Linked DNA regions of Mus musculus: regions 2, 3, 4 and 5 are each linked to region 1. A link is a contact called in public HiChIP or PLAC-seq data. All regions are on one chromosome and are shown on one strand. The core of a region is the stretch at or near the end of the contact, and the rest is flanking DNA. Distances in the headings are between cores, read along the strand shown. Region 1 holds the start of Socs2 (suppressor of cytokine signaling 2). Region 2 holds the start of Ccdc38 (coiled-coil domain containing 38). Region 3 holds the start of Nr2c1 (nuclear receptor subfamily 2, group C, member 1). Region 4 overlaps Gm4792 (predicted gene 4792). Region 5 has its middle 62 kb from the start of Gm4792.

Region 1 (4,182 bases), core at 584-3,083:
ACCTCGCGTGCTGCCTGGAAGTCACAGGGTACCCCAAAACGAGAGTGTGCAGGGTGTCCGAAATGGTGGCGGAGGGGGAGGGGACTGGAAGCGGCTGGTTCTTTTTCTCCAAATTCCGGCAGAATGGTGTGGCAAAGTCTCTCGCAGACACTGTCACCCACAGATCGCCTGTGAAGAAACAATGGAACAGAGATTGGGTCAGTCTGGGCTGAACCCCTACGGCCGAGGTGGGGGTGGGTAAACAGACACGTGGAAAATCCCAGGGACTCCTCCGCCTGCGTGTTCTGTACCATTTAACCCCGAGCATCCAGCTAACGCCCTGCCCAACTCTGGGGAAAGACGGGTAAAAAGGGCAGAGATCCAAGACACTAAAGTTGGCCGGAGTAGAGGGGTGAGGAGGGAGACAGGATGAGAGTAAACAAGGTGTTTTCCCGCCGAAGAACTGTGTGCTGGAATTACACACAGGCAGCCCAGGAAACAGTCACCTGCGGGTCCGGATGGATAGGCCTTTGTCATGGGCAAGTGGGGGGTGGGGGTGGGGGGGAAAACATTACACAAAGAACCGGGCAGTTCTCTGCACTTGGCATTTCCATCTTACATTTCGAGCAGCCCCAGGGCCCTTGGGAGGATGCATCCGGCAAAACCTGGTTCCACGCCCTAAAGCGCCGCAGGGCTCCTGGGTCGCCAGCCGAGGGTGCTGCGGTGCGCTAGCGGCGCGCCAGCCGCTGCATCCCTGCCTCGGAGGCGGCCTCACCCCCACTCCTGCCGCTTCCTGGAGCACGCTCCAGACGAGGATGGGGGGCTCAGCGGCGGTCGCTCCAAAACGCGGACCGCGGCTCCTGCGGCTGCCGCCGCGGGCGCTGTCGAGGAATCGGCCGGAGCGTGCAGCCCCCGCCGGAGCTCCAAATGAGGCCGGGGCTGAGCCCGCAACAGCGAGCGCAGCGGGCCATGCCATCAACTGGGACTGAGGTCTTACCTCCACCGCCGCGACTGCCGCCTCCGCACTAGGCAGCCTCCCCAGCGGACAAGGGGCGGGGGAGCCAGGGGGCAAGGAGGGGTGTCCGTCTGAGTTCCCCGGGTGACGTTTATTTGTGGAAGGAGATGCCTGGGGATGCAATCGGCTCTGCGCTCAGTAAAAGCAACCGAGTTTTTCTGCGCCAAAGGCAGACAAAAATCCCAGGGATCGTCGCCTAGCTTCCCCCCCCCCTCTCCGCCCCAGGCTGACACCCCTGCTCGCCAGTGCCGGGTTTCCCTCCAGTTGAAGCGGAGGAGATGGGAGAAAGAGAAGGGGTGGGGTGGGGGAGCAAGGGCGGAGGCTGGCGGGGAGGAGCGGGAGATCAGGTTATTAGGATTATAAATTTGGGTAGCAGTTGTTGGGGGGTGGGGGTGCTCGGAAAATTTCCCGAGACCGAGAAGGAACCCGGGAGAGAGGAGGCAGTTGAGTCCGGATGGGGCAGAGCCCCGACTTGAACTCTCCCGGGGCGCCCTAAACTGCGGACGCCCAGGCGGTCCGCCGCCGCCCCCGTGCTCGCACCCCGCCGCCCTCCCGGCCACTGTCCCCCCGGGCGGAACCTTCGGGCTTCGCGAGCGGTACCTGCCGCAAGCTTCCGGGCTCCGGGCACAAGGGATCTTGAGGGCGCGCGCCTGGAGTCCCGGCGCGCACTGTCCGAGACCCGCGCAGCGTTGGCGGCTGCGGGAGGAAAGGCTCATGCTTCAGGGGGGAAGCCCAAGGCCCGGGAGCCGCAGAGGCGGCGAGACTTGGCAAGAGTTAACCGTCTGTCCCCGGAGCCGAGTGTGCGCGCGACTTCCCAGCCCGACGCGCCTCCCTCGCTCCCCGCCTCCCGCCCCTCGCGCCCCGCCCGGCCGCGGCGGAGGCCGCTTTCCAGGAACTTTCCAGGAATCCGCCTCACGTGACCGCAGCCCCCGCCAGCGCTTTAAAGAGGCCCCGGCCGCTAATGCGCAGGCTTCAAGGGAGCCGGGTGGAGAGAGCCGGTGCGGGTGCTGGTGCTGGTGGCTGCGGGGTGGAAGCCTGCGACTCCGCCCTCCTCTGACCCTGCACCTCGGGGTGCTCGGGAACAAGGAGAAGTCCCCAGCCAATGCCTATTAAGCCACCAGTACCTGCCCCTGTGTCTGCAACAGCTGAGCACCTCGGTCCCGCGAATAGCAGCCCCTCTTCTCCCCAGCCCTCCACGTAGGAGGGAACCTTTAGGCCAGCCATCCACCCCGCTGTGCGCCTGCCAGACGCGACCCTCCTCTCCTCCATGTGGGATGCAGGACCAGCGTGCGGGAAGGGGGCGGGGCTCAGATGTCCGTCCCTCCCTCTCTAAGACACACACAGAGCTAGAGCTAGCACGCCACTGCCCAGGTCGACTACCACTCCCGGGCACCTCGGGAAGCGAACCAGAGACTGTCCCCTCCGCCAGCATCCTAGAAGGCCAGGAAAGAGACGAGCTGAGCGCCTCCTTAAAGCTGCGCAGACTGCCCTCAATCCCTCCCCCCTGGAGCTCCAACTGGTAGTCCCCTGCATCAGCCTTGCCCAGCTTCTCCTTTCCTCCTCAGCTCAACTCCTGCTTGCCCTTCGGGAGACCCACCCTGGCCACCCTACAGAGGAGGTGCCCTTACCTGTGCCCGGGTGGGGTGCGGGGTCACAGGCCTGGTGCGTTTGTCTCTGTGAATCCTTGCAAAGCCAGGGACCCGGAGTTCGTATTGATCCCAGTACTTCTTTCCTATTGGGACCCTCACCTCCCACTCTGTAAGAGGCCACCTAGCCTCCGCGCCGGCATCCAGGCACGCCGGCTCCTGAAACGTGACCCACTTTGAATGTGACCTACTTTTTTTTTTTTTAACAGAAAAACAAAAACAAAAAAAAAACACTCATGGGAAAACCGGATTCGAAATTTCGATAACCATTTTTCTTTGAAATACTGTTCTGTTGCCCCACTGCTCAAAAGCTTGAAAGGTCAATGGCCACTTTTAGTTGAAGCTGTGTCTATGGGGAAGTTGGGCAAGGGTGGCCAGGAGAGGTTGAGAGAGGCGCGGCTTCCAAGCCTTGCCTGGTGCCCCGCCTGCCGGCCCTGGAAGGAAACACAACACGACCGGCCAATTCCAAGGCCCCGAACCAATTTTTATCCACAGTAATTTTTTTCCTCTTAAATAATTCTATGCACTTACAGAATGGTGAACGCGAGGGGAGGACATAAGCCAGCTTACAGGGGCTTTGTCAGCGATAGATTCGTATGTGTGGCCGCGGAGGGGGGAGGCTGTTTTCCTGGAATCTTTGATGGGAAGGATGCCTCTTACTCAAGTTTTAGAAAGCCTGTGTAAAGCCAGGGAGTAACTTAGCAGGATGCTTACCTTCTTTAGGTCCCTAACGTTTTCTGTAAACTTAAAAACAAGATGTCGGTGAAAGGTTAGCATGAACGGACAGGCGGATCCCTCTGGAGTTCTGTGTAGTGAGTTGGAGGCCCAAGTTAAACTTTTTAAGCCTCTACAATGTGCAGGGATAACTAAGACCAACGTTTTATGAATGGTTGATCCTTTCTTGGTAGAAAACCTCAGAGGAAGTGGAAGTGTGTGCCTGTGCTTCTGCACTCCTAAAGGGTTTTGGTTTTTTGTTGGTTTTTTTGTTGTTGGTGGTGGTGTTTTTTTTTTTTTTTTTTTTGAGATCATACAGATTAATTTTTCTTTGTCAGGTGTAGTAAATCTTCCAGCCTCCTTACTCTACTGAGTACTATGACCAAACCACCTGGCAGAGGTGATGGAAGGGAGGAAAGATTGATCTCGGTTCATGGTTCACAGGACACATTCCAACATGGCAGGAAGGCTTGGAGCCTGGAAAGCACCCTCCACGGGAGGCAGGAATTAGTGGTGCAGTCAGCCTTAGAAGGGAGACAGGAAACCGGTTTACATCTAGCACTCCGGTGCCCTACACCAGCAACTCACTTCCTTCAGCTGAGCCCCACAGTGGTCCTCATCCTCCCTAATGCAGCGACCGTTTAATACAGTTCCTCATATCATGGTGACCCCTCAACCATAAAATTATTATCATTGCTACTTTGTTTTGTTTTGTTTTGATTTTTCAGAGCTGAGGACCGAACCTAGGGTCTTGCACTTGCTAGGCAAGCGCTCTAGCACTGAGCTAAATCCCCAAGCCCCTCATTGCTACTTTGTAACTTCTGTTGT
Region 2 (4,182 bases), core at 693-3,192, 1.9 Mb before region 1:
AGTGCACATCCAGTAACATAATTACTCAAGGAAGCTAGAAACCACCTTCCAAAGGTGTTAGGAGTTTTGGCCCTTTAGAAACTATTAACATGGAATAGTGAGGCTTTACTGTTTACTACTAAGTGGGAAAAAGAATAAACTACAAAATAATACACATTCATTCCTTCTCTTTAAAAGGTGTGAGTGTTGACACATTTTTATTTACTTTAGAAAACAACCCCAAAGCAAAGCGCCTGTGTGTTAACCTTAGTTCCCTGATGCAGGGCTTGAGTGATTTTGCGGGTCAGCCGTAGGTTTGTTTGTTTTACGACATGGTCTCACTTGGCTGCCCTGGAATTACGTAGAGCAAGCTGACTTTGAATAGTCTACCCCTGCCTCCAGAGTGCTGGTATTAAAGACATGGCCACTATGCTGGACTACATAATGCACACCACAGGTGCTTTTTGAGGGGGGAAAAAAGATGTAATGTTAGTTTTATTTAAAAGTATTTTTTTAAAGAGGGGCATGTCTTTGATCCCAGCATTCGGGAAGCAGAGATGAGTGGAACTCTGTGAGTGAATTCGAGGCCAGTCTGGTCTACAAGAGTCCAGGACAGCCAGGGCTACACAGAGAAACCCTGTCCTTTTTTCTTTTTCTTTTCTTTCTTTCTTTCTTTCTTTCTTTCTTTCTTTCTTTCTTTCTTTCTTTCTTTCTTTCTTTCTTTCTTTCTTTCTTCCTTCCTTCCTTCCTTCCTTCCTTCCTTCCTTTCCTTCCTTCCTTCCTTCCTTCCTTCCTTCCTTCCTTCCTTCCTTCTTTCCTTTCTTTTCTTTCTTTCTTTTTTTAAGTTCTTGATTGTTTTTTGAAACAGGATCTCACATGCAAACTCTACATACAGTCAAGGATGGCCTTAGACTACAGACCTCACCTTCTGCCTCTTGGGTGCTGGGACTGCACACCTGGATCAATATCCGGGATTTTAGAGCAAAAAAGAGTCTACAGACTCTTCTGGAAACAACAAAGCAAACCCACCAGCCAGTACTTTAGAAGCTATAATGGGATCAATGATCAATGATCATAATGAAAGATGCCCTGAAGGTGTTTTGTTGGAGAAAGAGCTTTCGCTCCGGAACCCCATCTCGCCTGTCCCCAGCTACTGGCTACTCACGTGCCCACCACCACGCTGGCGCCCTCCAGCACCGCCAGGCTGCGCAGCGCAGACCCGGTCAGGAAGCGCTCGCCGCGGGCACACACCAGCACCACTTGCTGTGCGTTCTCCAGCAGGAGGCGGTGGCTGCTCGTCATTGTCGCTCTAGCCGCTGGCGGGCTGCGGAGGACAGGAGAGCCTGCGAGCTGTGGCTCCCGGGCAGGGCGGGGCGGGGCTGGGCAGCGTGGGGCGGGAGCTGGCCAGCAGCCAGTGACCGGGACAGGAGCAGTGCCAACCAGAGCGCCTGGAATAAAGTTGGAATAAACTTTATTGTGGACGCCAGTCTTTTCAGGTCTCCTTTCCAGGTTTGGAGTAAAGGAGGTGATGGTTATATCACCCCCTCCCCAACCCCTAACTTCTGGATTAAAAACAAAACAAAACTGAAATTTAGCCACCACCGGAAGTGATCAAGTTGGGCGAGGTAGATGCGGTGCAGTGGCCAAGTGAAGTGTTGTTGGGAAGGGCTCACACAGAGACGTCAGTGGTGTGTGTGTGTGTGTGTGTTACAGTGACAGAAACAGAGGCAGACACAGTGGGGTGTGTGTATGCGTGTGGTGTGAGTGTGCATGGTGTGTGTGTGTGTGTGTATGTATGTATGTGTGTGTGTTAGACACAGTGACAGAAACAGAGACAAAAACACACTGTGCCCTGGGAGCTGGAACTTGAACCTAGCAAACTTGCGCTGACAGGCGACAGGGGCACGGGGCAGAGGCTCACGGTGTCCGCGTGACCCTCCTAGCCTGGCTGCGGGTGCCACGCGTGTTCGGTTGGCCAGATCGGCGCTTGGGCCTGGTAGTAAGCGGTTCCCAGGATGAAGGGAGCCTGGAGCAGGGAAGGATGAAGCTGAGACACAGAGTATCAGTTTGGTGCCTCTGTCTGCTTTGTCCCGACCGCCTTCTTGAAGGATAGGTCTCAACAGTGATCCAGACTTGTTGAGGTAAAACCAGATTTGACCCGGGTGTCTGACACTCCCCCCCTCCTCCCGAGTGTGGTGGCTTTCACACACACCACTGCACTCAAGGTTGTAGACAGACAGTATCCAGATTGTTTAAAGAACTGGCAGGCAGGATTTGTAAAGAATACATACACACACACACACACACACACACACACACACACACACACACACATACACATATACACACACACATAAATTTTTTGAGATTACAATGACATCATTTCCTGATTTCCTCTTAAACCACCCTTGTTCTCTTTCAAATTCAAGACCTTTTCTATGGTGTGTGTGTGTCCCTAAATACATAAATACAGCCCACTTGGTCTGTATAATGCTATTTGTACATATGTGGTTTTAGGGCTTCCCCCCCCCTTGGTCTTTTTTCTCTTGTTGAGATAAGTCTCACTGTGTAGCCCTGGCTGTTCTGGAGCCCTTTATGTAGATCAGGATAGCCTTTTAATTCAGATCTCTCTCTCTCTCTCTCTCTCTCTCTCTCTCTCTCTCTCTCTCTCCCTGGTTCCCCACCCCCACTCACACACACACACACACACACACACACACACACTGCACATCAGTGCTGAGACTAAAGACTATATCACCCTTAAGTTATTTAGTTTCTATGGTATGTTTCCTAAAAAGATAAGAGATTTTCTTCCCTTGCCCAGGCCAACAAATACTACAAGAGATGGGGGTGGCAGGGTCAAGGACTGAAAACAATACCATAAAAGCAGGCTTACTCTGCAAATCACAAAGATAATTTTGGGTCACCTTATAGCCATTAATAAAACAGACAGTAAAAATAGCTTCCGACAGACTAGAAGCAAATGTCCTTTAGGTCCACACCATGTTCTATAAGAAAATAGAGATGGGGTAGAAAAAAACAAAACAAAAACAAAAGAAGGAAGTTATAAAATAATGTGAGTGAAAACCTCAACAGCTGCTCACAAAGCAGAAACACAACCACAAATGTCTGTGTACTGCCAAGAGAGAGAGAGAGAGAGAGAGAGAGAGAGAGAGAGAGAGAGATTAACCAGGGGTGGTAATAGAGCTATGTGAGTTTCAGTCTAGCCTGGTCTACACAGTGACTCACTGTCAAAGAAAAAAATTAAAAGAAGAAAGGGGGTGGGGTGTAGAAATGGCAGAGGGTAGAAACAGAGTCACTTATGGTTAGAGAATTTTTATACTCTAAAATTTTAGCTAACCTGTTAACTTTTGGCAGGCAAAGGTAATTGCAGGGATAAAAGATGGGTTCACACTGGGGTTCAACAAATGCCTACTTCTGTTAGTTCTCCCCTGACCTGTTCTCAGGAAATCAATTGAAAATTTCCCCGAGGCACGGTTGTCTTCGCCTTATATAGCCACGCTTGCTTGTAGTTTGTGGATTTGTTTGACCTTCAGATAAAACGTGGGTCACTCGGGCTAATACTCGCATGTAAAGGAACAGTGGACATAGCTATTTTAATGCTATTTTCCTTGATTGACAGTTAGCTTAGGGATCTGACTGGCTAAAGTACCAGTTTCTCCCCTGGCTTCATAGAATGTACCACACACTGTGCTTTTATGGTTTATATATTCCCAGGAAGCCTAAAAAGGAATTATCCTTCTTTTTCATGGGTAGTTATGTCAGTGGGTGGCCTGAACGCATCAGATTGACTGTCCAAGGAGGCGCTGCCTGAGAGCTGCTTGCAAACAAAAGGTACAGGAAGTATAGACACAGGAAGCTTTAGGACCAAAGACTTGATCGTGCATGCGTGAGGCTCAGCTGTTAAAGAGTCCTTATTGTTCTTCCAAGGAGCCAAGGTCAGATCCCAGAATCCACATTAGGCCACTCACAAGTGCCTGTAACCCTAACTCCAAGGAATCAGACACCCTCTACAGACACTTGACTCATATGTACACATACACACACCCCATTAAAAAAAAAGATTTATTTATTTATTTAGTCTATATGAGTAAACTGTAGCAGTACAGATGGTTGTGAGTCATCATGTGATTGCTGGGAATTGAACTCAGGACCTCTGCTTGCTCCGGCCCCTGTTCACTC
Region 3 (4,182 bases), core at 593-3,092, 1.3 Mb before region 1:
AGAGGTGCAGTCCAGGCTAGCTTCAAACTGACTGAGCTCCGGTTCCTCCAGCCTTTCTTCTCAAGTGCTAAGATTATAGGCCCGAGGCTGTGGGGCCATAAGGGACAATTAATTATTCGACCTAGCACAAAAAGAGTTTTGATATCCCCCCCCCCAAAAAAATACCTTAGGTTTCTGCCCTGAATCTGGCTGCTTTTCTACAGTGTTTATCTTGATGCAAAGGAAGTTTCTAGATCACCACATAGTACCTGATGTACAGACCAGAGTTTCCTGCCACAGGTGACCTTTCGTTTTGCAGATCTTTATTGACCAGCAGGAACTGTTAACTATCTGGGGACACATCGTCTAGCAAAATGGACAAAAAAAACCCAGCCCTTAGGAACATAAGGTACACAGCAGTGATTGTGTTCTTGCTTTTGATAAAGACAGTCAAGTAAAATTTGACACGACTTTGCCTCAGCCTGTTCTCATATTGCTGGGAAGTTCTATGGGATTGGGCTCTAGGCAGACAGTGTTATCACTCTGCTCAGGCAGGGGGAAGTTTCCCCAAATCGTGATGTTACAGCTCTTCTGGAAAAGGTAGCCTGGCCACCATGAGCCAAGGAATACCACAGAGTCACATCCACACCACACAAGAAACCTCCCACGAGATTTGCTGGAAGGAAAAAAAAAAAAAACAGGAAAATGGCTGCCTCTTCAAGAAACTTCAGGGAACTGGGCAGAAAAATGGACTTTATATAGGGTTTCTTGGAGTGTGGGGTTTTCCAGGGTGGCCTGCGATGGGAGGATTATGTGGCTTGATCTTGGCCAAAGCTTTGAGGGTTGGTGGGATTCTGTGATCAGACTCTGGGACAAGGTCTTGGGCTTGGGTCAAGTCAGGGTCAGGGTGTTCTTTCCTGGGCCCTGTTATCCTACACAGACTCCTTAGCACTGGTGAACTAATCTAAGAGAGTGCCCACAACAAAGTCCAGTTTTCCAGACATTAAAGACACCTAACCCAGACCCATTCGGTTGTTTATTATTTCTCAAACCAAAACTTCCTTTAAGGGGCAAGAGAGATGGCTCAGCTGTTAAAGAGCATTGGCTGCTCTTGTAGAGGGCCCAGGTTCAATTCCGAGTACCTGCATGGCTACTCAAAACGATCTGTAAGTTCACATCTAGAGGATCTGATGGCCTCCACCTAGACTAGGTACACCTAGATGCATAGATGCAGGTAAAACGCCCGTATTAATGAAATTTAAAAACAAAACAAACCGCTACAGCACTGGAGAGGGAGGCAGGAGAATCACTAGTTAAAAGACTAGTCTGGGTTCTGACAGGCCAGGTCTCAAAAGACTTGTCTTTTTCTTTCCTTCCTTCTTTCTTTCTTCCTTCCTGCCTTCCTCCCTTCCTTTCAAGAGTTTTACTCTTAGTGTGTAGGGTGTTCGGCCTGCACATATGTTTGTGCACAGAAGAGGGCACCAAATCCAATGGAACTGAAGTTACAGAAGATGACCACAGACCAGGTGGGTGTTAGGAATCAAGCCAAGTTCTCTGGAGGAACCACAAGTCCTCTTAACCATTGAGCCATCTCTCCAGCCCTCGGTCGTCCTTGATTTCCAATTACGTGTGTTTGGGTATGTGCACTTGGGTGCGCGTGCCCGCGGAGGCCAGACACCAGAGTTGCAGGTATTGGAAGAACTTGATGCTATCTATCATCCTCACAGGGCATCGGGTGGACACGCAGCTGCGGCGGCGCTCTCCCTCCACACCTACAGGGGGCAATCGACTTCCAGAACCGCCGCTGGACTCCGGGGCCCTCGGCTTCGCCCAGGGAACGTCACCACCGCCGGCCGCTTCTCCACCGCGCTAATGCGCAGGCGCCAAGAGCACCACGCACCGCCAAGCCGAGGGTGGGGTCACGAACTCTGACCCCCACCCCCAAAACACAAACTCAGAAAGCTCCCCTGTCCCCTTGGCCTCGGGTCCCCTCGCCTCTGCTCTCTCCAGCCCAGCGGCCGCCGCGGCGGGAGGGGTAAGTCGGGTGCGGGGCGGCCCAACCGCCGAGCGTCGTGGCCCGAGCGCCCGTGTCCCTGAGTGTCCCAGCTCCCGGTTACCGGAGAGCCGGACATTAGCGGATTGCCCAAAGCCTTGGGAGGCCGGGCCGGGCCGGTGACCTTTCACCTAAAGGGAACGCTTCCGTCTCGGCGCCGCTTCCCCCGCCCCGGGGCTGCGCGCGTGGTGGGTGCAGGGCAGGGAGCTGCGGGGCGCAGGACCGGAGGGACCATGTACCCCGGGGCTACGGGATGACACCTCCTCCGGCTCAGGATTCTGCTTGCATGAGAGGACCAGCATCCGCTGTGGCTGTTTCTCTGAGGGAAGGTGGCCTAGGGCTATCTCATGCACTGGGCACATCAAAGCTTCCAGTAGCTCTTTTGTTAGGAGCACTGCCTGAGTTTCTGCAGACAACATCTCATGATGTGCAGATATTGCCAGGCTGTCCCCTACCCCTGAGTTAAGCAGGTCAGCCAAAGCTGGAAAGGACAAGCAAAAGAGACTTGAAGTTAAATCCGTTTAGGGCTTTTTTTTCCACCGCTTGGAAGTTGTTAGTGTGTCTTAGACTTCAAGGAAGGGGTTGTTCTTTGTTTTTAAAACAGTGTCTGCTTGTTTACCGGGTTGAGTAATTGTCTCTAAACTTTACGTGTCTACTTTGGTAAATTTGGAAAGAGATTATTGATCTGTTCTAATCAAACAGCAAACATGAAAAAGGAAATCGTTTGGGGAGGGTGTCTTGGGAGTTGTAGTTTGGTGGGACAGAAATGCAAGTACATTAGAGAAGATTCCAGGAAGGGAAGAAAAAGTGGGAGTTTATTGTGGACCATTTAACATTGAGAAAGAACAGAAAGCCTGGATGACCTGCAGGAAGGAGCCAGGCTGGTGACACATGCCTGTAATCCCAGTACTCAGGAGGCTAAAGCAAAGCAGGAAAGGTCACCTGGAGTTCTTGTGGAGACTGGCTTGGAAATCATGTATCCAAACCCCAGAAGATGTATAGAAGATAAAGGAAAGGTCTTACGTCCTTTGTATCAACATGGCCAGTAACCTTTTGGTGTGCATCTTGAACCTTTGGATACAGTGTAAGTTTTCCAATTGCAATCATTCCAAAGACCTATTAGTCTAAGGGTGGCAGTAACCACAATTCCCGTTTCCAAGTTAGACCTTCTGTACAGTTCTAGCCTGTAGGACACCCTTTATAGCCTCCTAACTCTGGTTTCAAAGGTCGTTTTAATGTTGCTTCTATTGTCATTAAAGAAGATACTTGATGCTTGTATCCATTACAAACTAAACATATGGTGACAATAAATTTAACCAATTTCATGATTTCATCATTCTGTGTAACGCTTTCAAGGTGAAAGGTTTTCAAGGGGACCATACAAGGCAGCAAAGCCTAAATATCTTCTGAGGGTGTGGTGAAGTGTGTAATTCCTATCCCGGTGATAGCAAAGACCAACCTCATACAAAAAGTAGCACTATAAGATCCTCTGTGCACAGGCACGCGCACACACACACACACACACGTACCCTTTCAAAACCATCTCCAGAAAAATGGACCTCTGTTTGAAAGTTTTAAGAGTTAATCGAAACCATAGACGTCTGTCCTTAAATCCCAGTTAACTCTTCCTGTACACTGTATACAGCGGATCATCCAGAAATAGTGGGTAGAATGGAATTTGAGCTGGGTCTCAGAGGTCAGGCACAAGTGTGGTAGGAAATGGTATATGCTACAGAAGCACCGTTTGTGTTTTGTGTGATAAACTGCTAATAGTTTACCCCTGGGATTCCTAAGTGGGGAATTCCTTGGACTGACTGTATGCTTGGTAAACCTTGATATTTAACATATAGCATTGAGGTATAAAAGAATATGAACTTGTGACTTTCTGGGGAGGGTAATCTCCACCAGGTTTAATGATTTCTGGGTATGGGTGTTTTGCCTGTGTGTATATCTGTGTACCACAAGGGTACTGTGCTCTCCGGGGCCAGAGGAGGGTTTCAGATCCTCTGGAACTAGAGATACAGGGGGTAGAGAGCCAACATATGGGTGGAGGAATGGAATTTAGGTTCTTAACCCTTGAACCATCTTTCCTGCCTAAGGAGGTCATTTTCAATTATAAAGTCATCTCTACTGTAAACATCTCCAAAGAA
Region 4 (4,182 bases), core at 738-3,237, 1.1 Mb before region 1:
TATGTATGTATGTATGTATGTATGTATGTATGTATGTATGTATGTGTTTGTATGTGTATGTAGGTACACGCAGGTACATGTGGAGGTCAGAGGTCAATATCCATATCTCCCCCCCATTGCTCTCCAGTTTACTTTTTGAGATAGAATTTCTTACTGAATCTGGAGCCAATTTGGCTAGATAGGCTGGCCACAAACGCCCAGGATTCTCTTGTCTTCACCTCCCCAGTGCTGAGATTTCTGGTGTGCCAGCATACCTGGCTTTTTATGTGGGTGCTGGGGATCTGAACTTAGGTGCCCATGCTTGCAAGGTGAGCGCTTTACTGGCTGAGCTATCTCCTCTATCACCAGAAGAAGTAAGTTTTGATGGAGATATGCTAAAGGAGACACATATATGAAACCACACATTCATTTCCTCATGGTGCCAACATTTATTGAGCACCTATTATGTGCCACCACTTGGAAACAAGCTTATAGTCTAGTGGAGGAGAGTGCCTGCAGAGCACCCATGAAGCACCATGGACCACATTCAGGGTTGTGTTATCCTCAGAGATGGTGGCCTGGGAGGAGGGAAGTTGGAAGAACTGCTTCCTGAAAGAAGTGATGCGACTGATTCCTGAACCCGCCTGGTTCACAGGAACCTGTCTTGTACTCTCCAAACTCCATCCTCTGATCTTTCCCGTTTTATCAATTACGTGGATACATATATCAAAGGTACACCTATCATAGTCAGAGACACAGAGAGACAGGGGTTATTTTGGACAGTGGCAGAAGGAGGGCTCTAGTAGATCTTCATAAAGTCCTGGGGAGACGGCTCAGCGGGTAAGGGTGTTTGTTGTGTCTGAGTTTGGATCTCCAGTGCCCACATAAAAGCTGGGCATAGCTGTACATGGTTCCAACCCCAGGAAAGCAGGTGGAGATCCTGGGAGCTCGGTGTACAGACAGCCTAACCAAAACAGGAACTTTTAGGGATGGTGAGAAGCCCTGCCTCAAGATAACAAGGAAACAGGAGCATGGAAAGGGATGATGCCTGATATCTCCCCTGACTTCTGTATGCACCCCCACATACACCCCTACATGCATGCTTACACATATACATATGTATATATACTTATGCACTCACACATATATACTACACACACACATATATATATGTATATACACATGTACAAACCCCCAAACACACACATACATATATACATACACATACACACATATGCATACACATACATGCACATATATAAATACACATTTATATACACTTACACGCACCCCTACATACACATATACACACATGCATGCATACACATACGTACACATACACACATCCACATCCACATGCATCCACATGCACCCCCACATACACATGTACACATACACCCACACATCCATATATATATACACACCACACACACAAACACAGGAGAAAGGCTAGAGGAACGTGCATAGCCAATATAGTAAAGTCGAATACAGATCCACAAAAAGCCTCCTGCTTATGCTTTAAAAATAAGCAAACAGACACAGCATAATCCCAATCATTTCTAAAAAGCCGGACAGGGAATGAGAGATGAAAAACAATTTTTTAAAATATGCTTTAGCTTGGAAGTTAGGAAACTATGGCTCATGAAGCAAATTCAGCCAGTGGCCTGCTCTTTGTAAACGAAATCTCTCATCTTGTCTAAGGCTACCTCATGCTTTGTCAGCTGAGCCTAGCAGTTGCAACTGAGACCATGTGTACTACAAAGCCTAAGGCCTTTTGTGGCAGTATTTGTTCCCTGCCTTCAGGCCACTGCAATCCCAGCAGGAGACAAGATCTGTGACACACACATTTAAAGGGACAGTTCTCTATTACACAAACACACATGCAGAAAATCATTTGTGAATTGGTGAGTGAACGGAGAAGCAGAAACAGAAAGGAGTGCCTCACCTCGTCTTGGCTTTTATGAGCCAGAGCAGACCAAAGAGAGTCCTAGGCTCAATTCTTGGGATATAGTTAGGCAGGAATCCTGGCCACTGGGCTGTGTGGGGGAGGGGCACAAGCAGTCCTGGAATAAGGAGAGAAATAAAAAGGTTTAGTCCAAGCAAGCAGACTCCCATGACCATCAGGGTGACAATTCTGCTGCTGAGTCATATGTAGCAGGCTTCCTTTCCCATCCTAGTCTCCAAGGATAGGCAGCATTAGGGTTCCTGGTTTGCAAATGAAGAATCTGAGGCACAAGAAGATTCAATTGCCCAAAATCACAAAGCCAGGACTCTGTCCATGCAGTCTGCCCCTGGGGCCCACACGCTTAATTGTATATCATTCATTGTCGGCCGTCATTTGAAGTGAGTCACCCTGTTTCCTCTGATCCCAACAGATGGAGCAGCAGGCAGAGGGAAGAGAGAAACAGACTCTGGTGCCCTGCCAAAAAGACCTTTCCAATAACCAGTGATGGAGTGGCTGGTGTAGAATGGGCTTTAGAAAGCGTGACTAGTATGTGTTTAAGCAGGAGTCAAGACACCTTGACCAAGGTTTCAGAGAGAGAATATTCCCGAATGGGCAAGAACAGATGGTCTCTAAGATGTCTTCCATCTCTTGATTCTGTCATGGTCTGAGACTTGGACGGGGAGCTTCCTAGGGTGACCTCATGGCCATTAGAGAGGAGAAGTGGGGAGGGAGAGGAGAGAGAAAATACATCCATTATGGAGTCTGCAGGGATGAATTCCTTCTGCTAGCACCCCTGAAAGTCTCCATTACCTTACAATTATATAATCAAGTTAGGAATCTGTCTGTGGATTAGCCCATTGATGAAGGCAGAGCTCACAGCATCCAGTCAATTCTCAGTGACTGGAGGAGCCAGCCAGGGATTGAGCCTTTAACACATAAATCATCTGGTAGACACTTATACCCAAACCACAACCAAGCACTGGATAATTTCAAAAGTCCCCTTTCCTTTCCCTCCACCTTTTCCACCATGACTTTTAATGTATCCCCTTGCTGTGCTGGAAATCACTTTATTACTACAAGTTAATGGCGGCAGTTGTCGATATAATATTCTCGTTTTGTCAGGTGACAATTTATGGGGCCCGATTCTCCTGCTTCAAAGAACCAGGCTCTGAGGTAAGAGGTTCCCTGCTGTCCCATAAACTCCTACAGACTAATCAAGCTGCATGCCTGTGTTCTTCCACACAGTCCTACCTGAGGGGATAACAATAATGTACCGCTCAAAAGATATGGCTCCTTCCTGTTTAGGTATCAAACAGTAAGAATGCCTCAATTTCTGTACTTTCTTTAGAAGCAAGGTTAAGCTATAGACCAATGTGTGTGTGTGTGTGTGAGTGTGTGTGTGTGTGTGTGTGTGTGTGTGTGTGTGAGTGTGTGTGTGTGTGTGTGTGTGTGAGTGTGTGTGTGTGTGTGTGTGTGTGTGTGTGTGTGTGTGTGTGTATTTCAGTGCTGAGGACTGAGTCTGGGACCTTGTGCATGTCAGGCAGGTATTCTGCCACTCACAGGTATACCTAACTATTCTGTTTATGTCTTGGGGTGCTGAAGACCCAAGCCAGAGCCTCAAGCATGGTAGACAAGCACTCTACCATCTGAGCTCTATCCCCAGGTATACCAGCCGTTTCTGCATAGGAATTTCCCCAGTAGAAAAGACTGTAACTTGTTAATAGGACTAAAGCCAGCACTCAGTAGGTTCTTAATACATATTTGTTCAATATATAGGATCAATCAGGATTTATTGACTTTGAGGGAAGAGAGGTGTCAAGTTAACTTATTTCTTTTTTTTGTTCTAATAGCAACTCGTCCTGTTTGATATTTTTTTTCTTGTCAGTAACCAGACAAATAGAACTCTTAGCTTCTCTTTAAATGCATTACTCTCCTGAGAGGGGAAAAAAAATCTTCATAAGAAAAACTTATTATTTAGCCAAACATTATGTTCCCTGCCTGCTTTAATTCTAGATCTATCCTTCCTCCACAGACAGACAAAGAGTTGCCAACCCAGTGAGAGCAGGAATTGTTAAATGGTCGATGCACTCCCTAGAGGAGGGTGCAGGCTTTTGTGTCTAAGGAGACCACTTATTCATTGTGTACAAGGACAGAGTGTTCCCTGTCTGCTTGTTTACTGTGCGTTTTAATGAGCTGCCAGGCCTCTCATGGCAGTCGCTGCTCCAAAGGTGGAGATAGATACCAGAGTTACTAGGGGT
Region 5 (4,182 bases), core at 913-3,412, 1.1 Mb before region 1:
GGTGGTGCGGGTTTCTGAGGATCAAACTCAGGGCCTTGTGGTCCCATGCTTGCTGCCACTGAGTCAAATCTCTACCTGGGGTGTGTTTGCTATTTCATAGCTAATGTAGATGAAGTTATTGGCCAAAAGGAATGTTGGGAGATTCTGTTTTGAAGAAAGATATCTTGGCTACTCCCAGTCTGGATGGTGTTTTGAGTCTGTCAGGCCCCTACCTCAGTTCAGTCTCATCACAGCCCCGTGAAGTGTGCACTCCTGCCCGCACCCGATGGAAACACAGAGATGACGACTGACTTGTTTTAACCAAGACTGAACTCCGATGTCTGGTTGGAGGACAGTGGCTTGTCTTCTGCCCTGGACAGCAATTTAGCTAGGTCATCCTGGGAAGAGAGAGAACTTAAAAATCGTCTAGATACAGACAGTGGATTGAACACAGAGGCAAATGTACTACTTCAAAATTTGGTTTGAAATAGTTGTGATAGAGCAACTGCCTACCAATGTTATCAGGAGCCTTTGAGCTGGTTTTAGCTTCTGTGTCTCTGGCCCGAGGAGAAGACCGGGGTACAAAACAACCTAGGGGTCTAAGGTTGCTTGCAGAGTTTTAGCACTAGGACAGAAGACGCAACATGAATAAACTAATTCAGCAAAAGATTACCCAACCAAAGGGGCTTGGAATTACTACAAACCTTGCTCTTGCCCCGTCCTTCCCACACTTCAGTGTGCCACCACACAGCCTGCGTGAATGCTCTGGGTTGTGTGTGTCTCAGTGTGTGTTTGTGTGTGCAAGTGCACACATGTGAGTATGCCTGCTTGTGTGTGTGTGCAGACTGTATGCATGTCGAGGTCAGAGGGCAACTGCAATGCTGCTTCTTGGGTGCTGTCCACTTGAACTTTTGGAAAGATTTGCCTTTATCTTACGTGCATGTGTGTTTTGTTGAATGTATGTACGGGCACTATGTTTTACAGTGCTTGAGGAAGCCAGAAGAAGATATTAGGTCCTCTGAAACTAGTAAAAGACAGCCATGAGCAACCACCAAATCTGGATCCTCTACAAGGGCGTGGCTGAGCCATCTCTCCAGTCCTCTTTTTATTTTTTCAGCCAGGATGTCTTGTTGACCGGAAGCTTGTCAGGTAGGCTAGGCTGTCTAACCAGCATGCTCCAGGGATGATGATGGTGATTATGAGGATGGTGATGGTGACAACGATGGTGATGATGATGATGACGATGACGACGATGATTTATTACAAGCATGGCACCAAGCATGGCTTCTTACATGGGGTTTTATGTTCCGATACTGATATCCTGTATCAATAACAATGACAGAAATACAAACTCTCTAATTCTGGTTTAGAAGAGAGAGTTTAATTATGAATTGCATTGTTACTTTGATAGAGCATTGTTTTGTTTTGTTTTTTTAATTCACTAAAATATTGGTTAAACTGTCTTTGTCCTAGAAAGACATCAATAGAACTTGGCTTGTGCCTCAGAGTGTATTTAGATGATAATAATAATATTATTAAAAGCTAATATTGGGATTTTCATAAGCACGGGAGCGATTCTGAGTGCTTTACATTCATACCTTGTAAACTCTAATGACTTTGATAACCAAAGTACTGAGAAATATTGTTAAGCAAAGGAGAGAGGAAAGGAAAGGAAAACTTCCCTGCCATCTTCTTTTTCTTATTCTTTTGTGTCTGTCTGAAATGTCCCCTCTGTATCCTGACTCCCTGGGGAAGGGTCTAGTTGTTGTTGTTGCTGCTGCTGCTGCTGTCGTTGTTATTATTATTAGATAAAGTTGATGCCATTTGAGGATTTTCTGGTCTTTGGTTTCCTCACAGAAAGACCATATTTCTTTCACAATTTGTCATAATTTTAGCATCTTAGCTAGAAAGAAAACATATAAGACTTTTAATTTTAAGACTCTTACATGGTGAGTCTGGAAATCCTACTTTCCTACTATTTGGAAATCTGTTGATTTGTTGTTGTTGTTGTTGTTGTTGTTGTTATTGGGGCTGATGTATATTGTGACCTTGCTAACTGATATCTGTCACTGTGTGTTCTTGTTTTTTGTGGTCACTGAAGTTTCTGTTCTGTTATCTCTGTGGTTGGCCAGTGACCTTCTTAAATGTCTGCCTCTGAAGAAGGGAAAACACAGGGAATTTATTTTTTAAAATTTCCCTATAGATGGTAGGGGAACTCAACGGGGCCCAGACCAAAGTAGGCACCTGGATCAGTCAATCAGGAGGCACTGTCAGTTTGCATGACAAAATTTTGGAAGGAAGGGTCCCGTTGCCCACCCCGGCACCCACCAGCGTTCTAGGTGCATGGGTGGCTCCAGTTTCCAGGGAGACCTCTGTGAGTGTGAGGCCAGCCTGGTCTCCATAGACAGCTCCAGGATAGCCAGGGCTATGTAGAGAGGCCCTGCAGTGAGAGAGGCAGGGAGGGAGGGAGAGAGACAGAGAGGGGGGGCGGAGGAGGGGGAGGGGGGAAAAAGGAAGGAAGGGAGGGAGGGAGGGAGGGAGGGAGGGAGGAAGGAAGGAAGGAAGGAAGGAAGGAAGGAAGGAAGGGAAAGGAAAAGGGTCTAGTTTCATGTTTTTTCCCATCTGAATATCTAGTTCCCCTCTCCTGTTTATTGTAGATATACCCTTCCCCTGTTATCTGTGTTAAACCCCTTTATGCACATGTGGGCATGATTTCCTGTTTCTCTATCCTATCTGGTTTTGTTCCTTTATATTCCCTTTCTCTTTATTCCTTTTGTTTACTTACTGTTTGTTCTTATAATCTTTGTTTGGTTGGTTTTGAGATAAGGTCTAAATTGGATCTGGGTTTGGGACCCAGGCTGGCTTCAAACTCATGTTCACCATACTTCGGCTTCCTGAGTTCTAGGACCGCTATTCGTACCACCGTGGGCGTTGCTGTTTTAATTCCTGTACCTTTGTCATCTAATATGAAGGCTGGAAGTGTGGTTTCTCCAATTGTTCCTGCTCAAGACCGTTGTGTTAGCGGCTTTTCCTGTTGCAGTGACACAGCGCCTGGCAAAAGCCCCTTAAGAAAGGGTTTGTTTCCGTTCATAATTCATGGGTACAGGTCATCATGGTGAGGAACATCGTGGTGTCAAGAACTTGAGATGTCTGGTCACACAGAGTCTCTAGAAAAGGAGTAGTGATCAATGAATGCTCATGCCGGCTCCCTTCTCTGTATTTTGATCTGTGATCTGAGACCAATGCAACAGTGCCACCCGTATTCAGAGTGACTCCTCCCACCTCAGTTAAGGTAAACTTTAGCGGATCTTGGGAGTGTCTTTTGTGGGTCTATGTACTTGAAAGCATTGTTTTGTTCTGTTTATGTCATTGGCATTTTGATATGCATTATATTGAATCTGTGGGTGGTGTGAACACTCATCAAATCTTCCTGCTTACTATCATAGGCTATTTACTGGGGTGTTCATTAATGACCTTCACTAAGGCCCAATAGATTTCACTTACAGATTGAACACTCTGTGCTTAAAGGAGTAAAGTTTGCTTTTCCCAGCCGGAAGGGCAGTGATGGGCACCGGAGCAGTAGCCCATGTTCTCTTCCTTTCTGGTTGCCCTTTGAAGTCCCTTTCTTCCAGAAGCTAGGAGTGGGGAAGACCCACATAAAGCGGAAAGCTTACAGAAATGCTGGACCCTCTGCAACAGGAACCAGAACAAAAGGGCCAGAGAAGCGAGGACAGGGTGCTCTTAGCGCTGATGTAGCCATCTGGATGGAGAGAAACTTTGTTTCACCGGGTATGGCTAAGTCTTATCCAGACAAAGGGCGGTGTCTGTTATTAGACGCGTTCTCACGACCGGCCAGGAAAGACGCAACAGACCAGAATCTTCTGCGGCAAAGCTTTATTGCTTACATCTTCAGGAGCCAGAGTGCAAGAAGCAAGAGAGAGAGAAAACGAAACCCCGTCCCTTTTTTAGGAGAGTTATATTTCGCCTAGGACGTGTCACTCCCTGATTGGCTGCAGCCCATCGGCCGAGTTGACGTCACGGGGAAGGCAGAGCACATGGAGTAGAGAACCACCCTCGGCATATGCGCAGATTATTTGTTTACCACTTAGAACACAGCTGTCAGCGCCATCTTGTAACGGCGAATGTGGGCGCGGCTCCCAACATCTCCCCCTTTCCTTTTAATAAGAGCAAATAGGCCACCCA

Evidence for each region. HiChIP or PLAC-seq counts read pairs in DNA pulled down with a chosen protein or histone mark.
Region 2: a FOXA1 HiChIP or PLAC-seq map of pancreatic cancer cells shows a contact between it and region 1. The contact joins the promoter of Ccdc38 here to the promoter of Socs2 in region 1. A contact is called at or near these places in 2 of 39 promoter capture datasets (both in liver) and 1 of 115 datasets of contacts at active chromatin or transcription factors (pancreatic cancer cells).
Region 3: an H3K4me3 HiChIP or PLAC-seq map of embryonic forebrain shows a contact between it and region 1, with 3 times the contacts expected there. The contact joins the promoter of Nr2c1 here to the promoter of Socs2 in region 1. A contact is called at or near these places in 4 of 39 promoter capture datasets (hippocampal neurons, liver and pre-B cells), 3 of 115 datasets of contacts at active chromatin or transcription factors (astrocytes, embryonic forebrain and embryonic stem cells) and 1 of 9 other capture datasets (liver).
Region 4: an H3K4me3 HiChIP or PLAC-seq map of stem cell-derived neural progenitor cells shows a contact between it and region 1, with 3 times the contacts expected there. The contact joins the enhancer-like site here to the promoter of Socs2 in region 1. A contact is called at or near these places in 2 of 39 promoter capture datasets (the 3T3-L1 cell line and cranial neural crest), 2 of 115 datasets of contacts at active chromatin or transcription factors (embryonic forebrain and stem cell-derived neural progenitor cells) and 1 of 9 other capture datasets (liver).
Region 5: an H3K27ac HiChIP or PLAC-seq map of microglia shows a contact between it and region 1, with 14 times the contacts expected there. The contact joins the enhancer-like site here to the promoter of Socs2 in region 1. A contact is called at or near these places in 3 of 115 datasets of contacts at active chromatin or transcription factors (embryonic forebrain, forebrain and microglia) and 2 of 9 other capture datasets (adipose tissue and liver).

The regions. Positions count from the first base shown.
Region 1 is chr10:95,415,024-95,419,205 of GRCm38.p6, forward strand. It overlaps Socs2 (suppressor of cytokine signaling 2), which reads right to left and starts at 1,834. Exons shown (of 3, transcript NM_007706.4): 1 at 1,595-1,834; 2 at 1-168. 5730420D15Rik (RIKEN cDNA 5730420D15 gene) reads left to right here and starts at 2,352. Exons shown (of 5, transcript NR_045339.1): 1 at 2,352-2,656.
Region 2 is chr10:93,538,690-93,542,871 of GRCm38.p6, forward strand. It overlaps Ccdc38 (coiled-coil domain containing 38), which reads left to right and starts at 1,943. Exons shown (of 16, transcript NM_175488.6): 1 at 1,943-2,120. It overlaps Amdhd1 (amidohydrolase domain containing 1), which reads right to left and starts at 1,344. Exons shown (of 9, transcript NM_027908.1): 1 at 1,145-1,344. The coding sequence starts at 1,281.
Region 3 is chr10:94,146,089-94,150,270 of GRCm38.p6, forward strand. Nr2c1 (nuclear receptor subfamily 2, group C, member 1) reads left to right here and starts at 1,843. Exons shown (of 14, transcript NM_011629.3): 1 at 1,843-2,014.
Region 4 is chr10:94,293,259-94,297,440 of GRCm38.p6, forward strand. It overlaps Gm4792 (predicted gene 4792), which reads right to left. Exons shown (of 3, transcript NR_033209.1): 2 at 1,925-2,042; 3 at 405-717. Among named protein-coding and RNA genes, the nearest start is that of Gm4792, 3.4 kb to the right of the region's middle. Within about 2 kb of position 1,988, at least 42 of the 459 cell types and tissues checked have an H3K27ac peak or open chromatin away from gene starts, as enhancers often do. A contact at or near this core is called in embryonic forebrain and stem cell-derived neural progenitor cells, where this site is marked.
Region 5 is chr10:94,358,784-94,362,965 of GRCm38.p6, forward strand. It overlaps a transcript of Tmcc3 not described here. Among named protein-coding and RNA genes, the nearest start is that of Gm4792, 62 kb to the left of the region's middle. Within about 2 kb of position 2,163, at least 5 of the 459 cell types and tissues checked have an H3K27ac peak or open chromatin away from gene starts, as enhancers often do. A contact at or near this core is called in microglia, where this site is marked.